Linked DNA regions of Zea mays: regions 1 and 3 are each linked to region 2. Evidence: chromatin contacts called from public Hi-C data. All regions are on one chromosome and are shown on one strand. The core of a region is the stretch at or near the end of the contact, and the rest is flanking DNA. Distances in the headings are between cores, read along the strand shown.

Region 1 (3,911 bases), core at 1,244-3,743, 170 kb before region 2:
CAAATTTTTATTCACGAACTAAGCGAGACCAAGTCAGACAGTGTCCGACCCTACCACGATAAATGTGACGGAATGTCCACATGTTATCATGCAGATCTCGAACGATAAGCTCCTGATTAGGAGGCTGCATTGAATAATCCTGAGGGTTGAAAACATGGGTATGAGCTGAAGCTGAAAAGAAAAATAGTGAACTGTGCAAAAGGCAAGTTGGACAAGCATATCGTACCAACTGCGGAAACAGCTTCTCTGCAGCTCTCCGTGGCACCGAGAAACCACCATGCGTACTTGTATCACTTGCAGTCAAATTCTTGCAGAAATATTCACTGGGGTGCTTGCTTTTGGTATAAGCACCGAGCGTTGGGATTGGGAACACATCAGTTTCCTGAAATGGTCGGCAGGATGCCAGGATTAAAAGATTCATCAGCTTCTGAATCATAGCTACTGGTGCTTTCTAAAGGCAGTGCATGTTACTACAGTGCTTTCTGTTGGTAGCTACTAGAGACAAAACTGGTGTGCACTATTGTATAAAAAGCCTCAAATTACATTTTTGAGGCCAAACTCTGAAACTTACAGGCTATGCACCAATGCAGCGTCCACAGTTCACTTACCGAGTGTACTGGTTGCAGGGTCATCTGGGCATAAATCTCATCAGTTTCTTTGTCAGCCTGTGCAAGTCGAGCATTAACTGTTAGCGAATAGGCATTGGAGTACCCCCCCAAACATTAGGAACTGAACTAGCAGTGCCATTTACACTTACATGCAAAGTGATGTTGTGGACTTGACATAGCAGCTGCGACGGGAGACTCGGGTAGTTTGGGATGCGAGAGTTGGGTATCTTTTTAGTGGTAGCAGCAACCTGCAAAAAGAACAGCTTCAGCATCGACAGTTCGTATCGCAAGCACAGGTCATAAACTCGTAATCCATATGCAGAGCAGCAGTAACATTTTCGGAAACCTCTCTTGAGAAAAAGAATGTTGAGAATCCACTCAATTCGAACTAACCTGCTCGCTGTGCCCCTGGGGGAAGTAGTAGACGAGGCTCCCCCGCTGCGGCAAGCAGACCAGCGGCCCCGCGCACGCGTGCCACAGCTCGGAGTTGATCACCTTCTTGGCACCTGACGGAAAAGGAAAGGACAGGGTAAGAATACAGAACTTTGCATGAGCAGCAGAGCAAGCAGTAGCAACCACACTCACCCTGCGTTTCTCCCATGAGCTGCATTTCGTCGAGCAGCGCCGCCGCGTTCCTCAGGACACCCGACGTGGCCTTCTCGTACGAGGACGTCATCATCTACAGTCCCCAGACCCAGAGATGGCGTACCAGACCCAAGCTGGAAAAAGGAGAACTCGGGCTCTCTTGAAGCCAACAAGACCCCCGGCGAATCTATCCAATCTCCGTTTCCCAGCAGCAGCTTACGCGCACTTCGTCATCGTTGATGGGCGAGAAGTGAGGAACTCTACCCTACCGCGCCTGCATGCCACTGTGAGAGAGGACGAGAGTGGTAAATGGCAAGCGAGATGTTGCCGTTTCGCGAACAGCAGGCAAAGAGGAGGGTGGAGTAAAAAGGCCAGGTGGAAGAAGAAGACCCGGCCCCAACCCGCCCAAACGCATTCGCAGCAGTCGTCGTAGTTGTACATTGTACTACTCCACCAAGCTGCTAGTGCCTAAACGCGGGCTATGAGGTGTGGGACTGGGTCCCCCCATGCGGCCATGCATGCCATGGCGACCACAGCACGACCCCGCCTTTTCCCAAGAAAGCAGGCGGCTTTTGTGTCCTCACGCCGCGCATGCCATGGCCAGGCCTCCTACGACTACTACGAGGCAGAGTAGGAGTAAAGCCCAGCAGGAGCACGCAGAGCACAGGGCTAGCTAGCTAGCTAGGGGCCTGCCTACACGAACGCGCAGTGGTACGTAGAATGCTCCTCTCCACCTAGCTACTACGTGCGTGCAGCGTGCTGGAAGCCTGGAATCGAATGAACTCGATCGACGGCGTGCACGCCACCTGGCGCCGGCCGGCTCCTGAGTCCTGACATGCTCTGGAGAAGCCCCGTCGTCGCGAAAACCTGGAATGCAATGCAAGCAACTGTGCCGAGCTGAAGCATGGGCGGGCGGCAACGACAAGACAGCTTGGTGGTGAATGGACGCAAGCATGCAAGAGTGAGTATGCGCGGATACGAACGGCAATGCCGAGCAAGACTCAGAGCTTCTCTTGGCCTATAGCTAGGTTACAATAAGGCGGAATGTGCAAAACAAACAGATAAACCACACCTCGGCTTGTCTTCTCTCCTGGGGCTGGCACCTGGAGCGCGCCACACACAAAGCAAGGAAGCACAATGCCAAGGCTTTGCTGGTGGGAAGCTCCAGATATAAAAGCAAGCGGGCGGGGGGAGTGAGATGATAGGGCAGACAAGCGGCGACGATCGAATCCGTGGCAAGGCGTCGTCGTAGTGTGAGGAAGAGTGGCGCGTTGTAGCTGGGTAGCAGGACGGAGCGAACTGTGATGGTCGAGTGGTGGTGGCCTTTGGGCTTGGGCGGGCTAAAAAGGATGCCGACCTTTCGAGGAGGAGGGGCGATGCCATGATGCCGCATCTGTGCAAGCATGCTTCGCTGCCTGCCGATGCCGGGCAGCGGAGTCACTCCTCCGTCGTCCGTCCCAGCCTCCCAGGCCAGCCAGCCAGCCAGCCCTCTTTCTTTCTCCGTCGTCGTCCTGCACCTGCGCTGCGCGCGCTGCCTTTGCGTCTCAGCCCCGTCTTGACCCTTCCCCCCACATGTCAGTCAGCAGAGGAAGAAAGAGAGAAAGCCGTGTGCGTGCCTACGCGTGCTGCCAAGCGCGACGCGCCACGCCACGCCACCGCTGCGCTACCCCTCTCGTCGCGGTCGAGGACTCGAGGTGGTGGTGGTGGATGGGACGGGACTGGACTGGACTGAGAGGACGCTTAGGCTCAGGCGTGGCCGCGTGGGGTGGATCTGCCCGGATCCATCCATTCCTTCCGCAGGCCGACGCGACGCGCGCGGCTCCGGAGGCCGACGCCAACCACCCAGTACCAGTACTTGGCAGCCTTGCCTTGGCGCAGAGTGGGAGAAGACGAGGCAGAGCCGCAGAGCCAGCCAGAGCAGCGGCGCGCGGAGTACGTTTCGGGTCCTTGCGTGGACCGCTACAGACCGACGGGGGATGGGGGGAAGACCTGCAGCCCCGCCCGCCGGAGACCGCCGGACCGACGACACCTCCTTCCTGTGTCGGTCTTTGCTGACGCAGCGCAGCGGCGCAGGCTGCGTCCTGGACCCTGGTAGTACGTACGTGTACGTCGGCGTGACCGTGCCAATTTACACAACGCACACACGCACGCATGCATCATGCTGCGCGCGCATTGTACGTCCTGCTGCGTACCTCGTGCATGGTCTGGTGTACTGGTACATGGTCGTCGGGACGTCTACGTCTCTTGTATAGCCGTAGTATAGTACTCCCTCCAATCAAACGGACGACAAATATTTGAGTACGGAGATGATACTAGATAATACTAGAGTATTCATTTTTTTTGCCGAGAGATGTTGGCTAGTAAAAAAACTTAATTTAAATAACATGGGTTTTTCAGATACCATATCATGGATTTAAAAATTCTGATTTAAATACCTTTGTCAACTGGGGTCCGCTAGTCAGTCGGAGGAGATAAGTTACGTCTACCTGGAAGAATCCACCCCTGGACGAAGCCCACAGCACCGAGCCTGAAATCGGGCTTGGCGAAACCCGTACAGGGCGAGTGTGCCAAAGGGAAACCCACTTGAGTGGATCCCGCGCCTGGCTCAAAACCGACACATCATAAATGACCGATCGCATTAAATGTGTTTGGCGCCGGGCTACAATGGATGTGTCGGTGTGCTTTTCACTCATGACGTACGAATCTGTTTAGCACGAA
Region 2 (4,344 bases), core at 1,565-4,064:
CACGTCCGCCTGCGAGCCCGCGACGCCGACGATCTCGTTCATGCCTCCGGTGGCCAGCGCCGTGCCGCGGCGCAGGACGACGCGCTTCCTCCGCAGCGTTTCGATCTCCTCCACCGGCCACTGCCGCAGCTGCTTCCCGTCCTCGTCCAGCCACAGCTTCCGCGGGAACGTCTGCGTCACACAAGCCAGCCAAGCCAGTGAGGAATGAGTGGGTGTGGGTCGGACCGCCGAGGAGAGCAAGAAAGAAATCATGCGCGCCGGCGGGGACCTGAACGCCGGACCAGCCCTTGGCGATATAGATGGCCAAATGGGCCGTGCCTAACGGGCCGGCCCGAAGCACGGCCCGTTTAATAGTGCCGGGCTAGGCCCGACACGAGAACCGTGCCGTGCTTGGGCCGCTGGCTCGGCCCGTAGTGCCGGCCCGGCCCGGCACGATTATATGTTTTTTATTTTATAAAACATAGTATATATATATTTACATTTTATATTCAATATTTACAACAAATACACTAGAGTTCTACTGGTTAGTCTGTTTCAGTTAGTGCGTTCAGCCTGTTGGAGGGAGGGCGCGGGTTCAAATCCTCGTCCATACACAGTTTTTGCTATTTTTTCCCATTTAACAGGAGAGCGTGGCCGGTTAACGGGCCGGCCCGGCACGACTACCAGGCCGGCGTGCCGTGCTTGGGCCGTGGCTGCGGCACGCGGGCCGGTCGGGCCGGGCCGTTTGGGCATCTATACTTGGCGACGTCGTCGGCCTGGCTGTCGGACTCGTTGGCCCACGCCCACAGCACGCGCCGGCTCCCGCGCGCGTCGAAGAAGGTCTTGGACGCGTACACGTGGCCGTAGTCCAGCCGCCGCCAGCCGCGCACGTCGTCCCCGCGCTCGGGCTCCGCCGGCACGAACGCGTCCGCCGCGTCGTCGTACCGCCCCACCATGTAGTAGTCCTGGAGCGTGTCCATCACGCTGAGCTTCAGCACGTGCCGCAGCCCGGCGCCGCTCGCCGACGCGTCGAGCCCTTGGCCGTCGCCGTCGTCACCCTCCTCCTTCACCGGGAACAGGTCCGGGCACTCCACCATACCCGCGGCGCGCGAGGCGTGCAGCGGCGCGGCGGCGGGGGCGCGCTCCCAGCGGAGGAAGTCCGCGCTCCGGTACACGAGCGTGGACGCCACGCCGCGGACCTCGGCGGACACCGCGACGCGCCACAGCCCGTCGCGGCCGAGCCACGCCGTCGAAGGGTCCCGGAACTTGTCGCCCGGGACGTCGGCGGGGAGCGGGATGACGGGGTTGTAGCCGGGCTTGTCCCACCGGCGAAGGAGCGGGTCCGCCGGGTCCCTGGGGAACGCCACGTTCTGCACCTGCTCCCCGTTGGCGTCGATGCCCGTGTAGAGGATGGCCGGGGTGCCGCCGGGGAGGATGGTGGCGGAGCCCGACCAGCAGCCGTTGGCGTCGAAGGGCGACGTCGGGTCCAGCGCCGTGTCCAGGGCGGCCCAGTTCACGAGGTCGCCGGAAACGGAGTGGCCCCAGGAGAGGTTGCCAACGCCCCAGAGCGCGCCGTGCGGGTTGTACTGGTAGAAGAGATGGTACATGCCGTTGTAGTACATCGGCCCTGCTCGTATCGCATTGTTACACAAGAATTAACCGTCGTTTTGTCATGTATTACTACAAGTATACATATCATTTCGGTAAGTCTACACTCTACACCTCACTCGAGTGTTGGAACTCATACGCGGTCATAGCCGCGGCGGCGTCGGGAGGAAGAAGATGGCTAAAGAAAAGATTCGAACGTTTTGGAACTCTGAAAGACTGAAACACTTGGGTGCGGTATAGACAGATTATATCATTTTATGACGATCAGATGACTGTGTTGTTTACTGGATTCAAACAAGATGGTTTCTTTTCAGTGCTGCAGCTAATTAATCGGCTCATGTTATAGAGCAGACAAGATTTATTATGCGAAGTCTTGAAGGATGAGACACGGCCTACTCCAAAATCAGGTCCACGGTGGAAAGCACACTTGGCACTCCAATCTTGCCCTACCAACGTGGGCCACACGTGCATCTTTCGCTGATTTGTTTGTTCCTTTCTTTGTCCGCTACGCCAATGGAATGGATGGATAGGTAGGTACTGTAGGTAGGTTCATACTGCTGTGCTGGCTACTGGAGACATGGCTAATTGAGATTAACGGAGTTTAATCCGTGTGATTCAATTCAATTCAATCCAATTCGATACAAATGCGATTAGATGACCGAGCGACCCCGTTCAGCTTCAGCGGAGCGAAGCAAAGCAAATTCTACATCTCGCAGCCAGAGAACGGAAACCAAGAACAGAGCAGCCAAGGAGAGGAGGGATCAGCACGTACCATTCGGATCTGCCGGCGCCAGGATCCACCCGAGACGTACGGCCAAAGAAACCCGCAGTTCGCCACGCCACGCCGATCGGACAACCACACAGGGATCAATCAGTTCAGCAAACATCTGTGTCCTGATCAAATCGACGGTGCAACGGCCGGAGACGGATGCAAGGGAAGTCAGCGCGCTCACCATTCTGCCAGTTCTTGGCCGGCTGGAAGTGGTAGGCGGTCCTGCCTGCACGGCGGCCGCCGTCGCTCGGGGCAGGCGCAAGACGAGGAGCGGAAGAGGACGACGACGCAAGGTGGAGGCACAGGTAGAAGGCGGCGGCGACGGCGCAGGCGGCCAGCGGGAGCCTCGCCATGGTCGAGAGAGACGGAGGGGAGTGGCCGGCTCGCGCTCCCTCTGGTTGCTTTGCTCCAGCTGTGCCTCTGCTGACGAGTCCCGGATTACCATATAGATATGATTGCCTGCTACGGTGTTACCCATCACCATGTTTTAGTCGTAGTATTCACGAGCAACTTCAAAAGATTAGACAAATCATTTTGTAAAGTTAAAATTAGTTATTATTAGATGAAAAAAATATCCAACAAACTCTGTAAATGATTTTTCAATTTTAACTGCTCTTCGTTCCTCCGTCTCCGCTTTCTATTTTTTTATAGTCTTCTTCACTCACTATCTAATAAATTGGTTTATAGAGTATATTTGATTAACCTATTTTTTTAAAACCTATTTTAGAGAGTAGCTAAATCAATAAATTTAGTTATTTATTTGCCGAGTATAGTGGAGTTGCTCTAATGTTAAGTGTGAACTATTGGTATTGTATTAGCCATGGAGTTGCTCTAATGTTAAAGTGTGAGCCATCCAGATTCCATTTCCACCACCCCACCCCACCCCCCGCTGAGTTTTAAACTCGTAAAAACTGCTGCTTTTTTTTTCAAGATCCGATCGGGCCGGGTCAAGAGGTCATTTCTTAAGTGCCACCGGCCGGAATACAAATCGAGATCTTGTCTCACAATCACAACAGGATCTACTCCGTCGTCGTAATTCTTCTCCAACGCAAAGTTTACCTGCGCAATCATCTCAGATGCAGTCATGCAGAAGGGTTATTTATCTGCTTTACAGGTACTCATTCGCTTCGTTGGCCCAGTACTCCGTCCATCTGGCCCAGTACTAGTAATCGGAAGATAAGCAGCCCATTACCAAAGCCCTGTCCATCACTTCGCCCCATCCAGAAAGACGACGGCCAATCGAAAGCCCGAAAAGGAGGAAGAACCGAACTAGCGAAGAAAAGGACGCGGGGCACCATGGCGACGGCACAGGCAGCGTCGGCGTCCCCAACCCACCACCGCGCGTCTCCAGGGATGTCGCCGCCGCAGCCGCCGTACCCCAGCGCCGCCAGGATCGCCGACTCCGCCTGCTTCCCCCAGTACACCGCCTCGCTCAAGTGTACGAGCCCTGCTGCGCACCCGCCCTGATTCCCAATCTGCCCCCTCCTCTCTTCGACCCATCCACACACCCCCACGTTCGCAGGAAGGTGCTACTTGATACTCGCCATGCTTCTATGGCCGCTCGCTGACGCTGCGGTTGTTTCTTGATTAAAGGTTTGGAGGCCAACCAGGACAAGACCAAGTGCCAGCAGCAGTTCGACGATTACAAGGAATGCAAGAAGAAAGAGGTTTGCCCTTGTGTCATCCCGGTTCCTCTGTAATTTTGTGTGACGGTACACGATACTTTTCCTCTCTTCCCCGTTCCTCTGTAAGTCTCTAGTTAATCTTGGGAGGTCAGGTGATACATATACGGATGTACCGATATACGTCAGTTTCTGTTTGGTGTCCGAGATCTCTCAGTTGAGCAAGTTTAGGACTTCTTTTTTTTTTCTGGGTTCACATTCCTGTTTCAAGGATGATTATCCTTCGGTTTAAGTTTTTTTCTTCATCTACATATAGGTTGACCCCCTGCCCATCTAGTATCCTGACTGCAGAAGTGATTCTAA
Region 3 (4,119 bases), core at 702-3,201, 200 kb before region 2:
GCCGAGCTGCAGTCGGAGTTCTCGGCAGCGACGTCCTCGAACTCGCGGTCACCGGAGACGATCTGGTCGCGGAGCGCGCGCGCGAGGTCGGCCGCGTCGTCGCGTGTCGTGGCGGAGATGGCGACGCCTTCGGGATCCCGCCACGAGGCCTTGCGGCGGGAGCCCTCGTGCTTGATCAGGATGTGAGAGGCGCGCACCTTCTCGTCGGCCGAGGACGGCGGGCGGCGGCCGTGGTGGTGGTGGTGGCGGTCGCGGGAGCCCGCGGAGGAGGAAGAAGGGTGCTCCGGGCGGCGGCGCTTGTCGGCTGGCCCCGGGGTGGGGCCAACATCGCCGCTGGGCCGCTTGCGCGCGGCGTCGCCGACGCCGTCGGCGGCGGGGCTTTCCGACCCTATCTTGTCGGCCCGGGTCGCGACGCGCCGCGGCAGGCAGCAAAGAAAAGCTCGGGCTGGTTGGTGGTTTTGGGCTGACACACCTAGCTTGTGAAGCTGGGCCTGGCAGCATGTGCAGTGGTAGGTATATATGCAGGAGCGGTGGCGGTTGCCATGGCGATCGGCCCGGACTGGATTGGATTCAGACTGCGCCTGATGAGTGGGATAAAAGGAAGACAAGTGGAGTGACTACACAGAGCGACAGAAATCCAAGAGACACATGGGTGCTTAATTAATTTCGAAAAAAGTCCCTTCCTTATATATGACTAACATCTAGACTCTAGGAACGCTATGACCCCAGAAGAGATGAGAAGGTCGACGGCACATTTTTCTTTGATTACGAATAAATAGGACATAGAATCTACTATACAAATTTATATTCTTATTTTTAACATTGAGCTTGTAAAGATTCATAAAAAGCAAACCTCAAATTCATTCTATATTTTCTCAAATGGTAGATATAAAATTTGGTATGAATTTGAAAATGAATTCGGTAAATTTTTCAACTTTTTTTTTGTAGAGGGAAAATAATACATAAAACAATTTATGTTATATTTTATTCTTATTTTTAATAATGTGCTTGAAAACATAAAAATATCAACATCAAATTTTATACATATCTATTTTAAAATATTAAATTTGTCATAACAGTTCGGATTACCACTTTCATCCCTCAGCACGAGTGAGGGGAGGGGTCGAAAACTCATGGGAGTGAGAGGAAACAGACGAGAAATGGTATAAATAATTTATTCATTGGATTTGAGTGCGTAAAGAAGAGAGGATTATCTAGTGATATAAACTGTTGGTTTTGATAGTGTTAAATCTGGGTGCAATTTTTTGGTGAGTTTAGTGGAGTTTAGGTGTGTGGAGGTGATTTGATTGGGCGAGTTTTGCAAAGTTTAAACTAATAGGTTATATAGTGGTATATATAATTCAGTTCTACCCTTTTCTTAATACATAATTTTAAATTTTCTCACTATACATTTAGAAAGAGAGGCATATATATAAAGCTAAAAGGACTTCTAATATAAAATGGAGAGGTTAAACAATAGGTTATGAGGGAATGATATGATTGTCGGAGGGTAAACTCCAGCCGGGTGGCAGAATGCACCCGTCTAATCCTAGAAATAGGGGACTGCCTAAGGTTATCCTTATGAGATGGATGAACACAAAAACACATAAGGATTTGGAGTGGTTCAGGCCGCCGAAGCGTAATACCCTACTCCATTGTGGGTTGTATTGTCGAGAGCTCGAGAAAGCCCAGGTCTAGATGTAGATGTCTCCGAGGGAGCTGGAGTGTGAATGTCCACTTGTATCGTATGTGTCATCCCTTTTACAGTCCAAGGATGGCACATTATAGGGGATGGATCTGGACTCCGACAGGTGGGCCCAATGTTTCAGTATTTATTATGTACAACATGGAGCTATAAGTGCAATAACGGGCTAAGATCTCCTTCTCCTCAACCATCGTGCGTATCTTCCGACCAGATCTGTTGTTTATCCCGTTTGCCGACCTGGGCCATAGCGGGATGTTCCTAGTATGTTGATGTCGTTGGGCTAAGCAGGCTGACATGCGCGGGAATTAATGTGATATCTCTGTGTTGTCAACTCTAGCCCATACTATAGCGGGTGTATCGTCGTATGAGTGACGCTTCATGATGCAGTTGCCTACTTGTATGAGATGACCGCCTTGGGAGCTCGCGTTTATCATGAGTGTGCATTAAATGCACCTAGTGTGGTTGTGACGTTGTGTGCCTCGGTAGCGCGTGGAGCGGTCTTGTCAACCTGTTAGACATCTACTCTACATGTGGCATAGTGTGCCATGGCCTATCCTTATTAAATATAGGCAGCGGGCCTGCAGATGGGAGGCTTGCTTCTTCCCTAAGGCTTGAGTCGGATGCCTTAAAGCCACATGGCAGCACCGTACCCCTATCTATGAGGAGGGCTTGTGCCAAGGATATGCGAACCAACTGAAGCCCTTGGCTCGCACCGACCGGGGTCCAGAGGCAGGCAAGGAGGCCCGACCATTACATGTGTCCATCAAGGACTAATCCTGGGTGGGCCAGGTGGCGTTTGCGTGGGTCCAGGTCTTACTGGTGGGGGTCCAGACCCATGGGTGTTCTTCCTGAGCATACCCTTACATGGGGCATGTAGCTTCTCCATGGACCTAAAAAGACACCGAACTAAGATAGAAGACTACCAACTTAGACAGATTAAAGGAAAATATTTTATCTTTCATAGAATATAAACTATTATGTTTTAGCCGACTATTACTCGACTTGTACATATGTTCTCTAGCTAGACTATATAACGAGAAGTGTGTTACTCTCTTTGTAACAACGAAAACAAAACATAACCAACAATCAAACACAAGTCAACATGTCTAACTTGATATAGGCTATTACACTATTCAACAGTCTGAACCAGTATAAAATCATTTCCATAATGTTCATCATCAAGTTTGGTATACGTTGAATCACATCAATTCAAATTCTAGGTAAATCCCATAGCAGGATTATTGATCATCAAACATGGACATCTAGCATGTCAGGCATGGCTTCAGGAAAAGGACAACTAAAAGCTTGATGGATATCATCATATTTTTGGTAGGATCAACCTTCATTTTTGGCTCCTAGATGTGTATGACAAAAAACTCTAACATGCTTGATGGGCACCTCATAGAGACTATGATGACCCAAACTTCATTGACAAATTGTTGAGACATGGTAAAAGGACTTAACGGAATTTCGATGAAATTTCTTTTACAAGTCCAGCGTAGACACGGCAAAGTTTTCCAAGCTAGTCATTGTGACATCAAATAACTATCGTCCAAGCTCGGTCTAACTACAAGTATGAGTCCAACTTGAACACAACCAATTCTTTTGAGTGGGGTTTTAGGCCATTGGATAATTGCGGTCTAAGCCTAGTCGGATTCACTCTCAAAATCAATAATACCACTTCGATCTACCAACAAGCGATCACAAGTCTTGTCACATCCACTCTCACGCCAGAGGAGGGATACGAGCAAAACTCCCACTAATAGATGCCCAACAAGGTCTGGTACTATGGTCCTTACCGCCCCATCAGATGGAAGCATTATACACTTGGCAAAAATCCTACTACTCAAGAGCAACCCTGCTTCCTCCCGCATAGTCTCCTTCATGGATCAATTATCATACCGAGTCAGAGTCACCATTCTAACCATTTCGATCACTGAGCACTACACTCCCAACAACACATGCAACTATGATCGTAGCCTAAAGATCTTCAATTAAAAAAGAGAACAACCCAAAGGACAATGAAGAATAGATCGATATATCTAATGATTAGCAAAGTGTAGTTGGAGAGAAAGAGCCTAAGAGAGCTATTCAGAAGAATAAGTAATGCAACCAACGACGTCTCTATGTTTGACTTCACCGTGACACACTTAGCTAGTGCTTAGTTTAAGAACAATGCCATGAAGAAGCTAGATGACAACTCGACAACTGCCTGCGTGGCTCCACAGTGTGCATTCCTGACTCCAACTTCCAAGAAGTCGTATGACATGGAACCTACAACAGGTTTGAAACTGATGTCATGTTCATTGCAGATGTGGTACATCTGGAGCCCAATCTACCTCCTATGTACAAGAGACTCAAAGTTATTATGAAATCGACAACTTTGATGCTTCATAGAGCTCAACAACCTTAAG

Evidence for each region. Hi-C and Micro-C count contacts between places; a contact is called where the count stands out from the background.
Region 1: a contact with region 2 is called in a Hi-C map of leaf, with 3 times the contacts expected there. The contact joins the promoter of LOC100383226 here to the promoter of LOC541679 in region 2. A contact is called at or near these places in 3 of 25 Hi-C or Micro-C datasets (ear, leaf and tassel).
Region 3: a contact with region 2 is called in a Hi-C map of tassel, with 2.8 times the contacts expected there. The contact joins the promoter of LOC103648341 here to the promoter of LOC541679 in region 2. A contact is called at or near these places in 3 of 25 Hi-C or Micro-C datasets (bundle sheath, ear and tassel).

The regions. Positions count from the first base shown.
Region 1 is chr2:3,629,202-3,633,112 of Zm-B73-REFERENCE-NAM-5.0, reverse strand. LOC100383226 reads right to left here and starts at 2,493. Exons shown (of 14, transcript NM_001175888.1): 1 at 2,266-2,493; 2 at 1,194-1,477; 3 at 1,002-1,114; 4 at 758-856; 5 at 609-665; 6 at 227-382; 7 at 55-139. The coding sequence starts at 1,287.
Region 2 is chr2:3,462,216-3,466,559 of Zm-B73-REFERENCE-NAM-5.0, reverse strand. LOC541679 reads right to left here and starts at 2,814. Exons shown (of 6, transcript XM_020547998.2): 1 at 2,541-2,814; 2 at 2,360-2,368; 3 at 747-1,606; 4 at 269-286; 5 at 1-171. The coding sequence starts at 2,712. It overlaps LOC103648340, which reads left to right and starts at 3,497. Exons shown (of 3, transcript XM_020548079.2): 1 at 3,497-3,797; 2 at 3,953-4,026. The coding sequence starts at 3,656.
Region 3 is chr2:3,656,960-3,661,078 of Zm-B73-REFERENCE-NAM-5.0, reverse strand. It overlaps LOC103648341 (peptidyl-prolyl cis-trans isomerase NIMA-interacting 1), which reads right to left and starts at 1,951. Exons shown (of 3, transcript XM_008672828.1): 1 at 1,943-1,951; 2 at 1-617. The coding sequence starts at 1,951.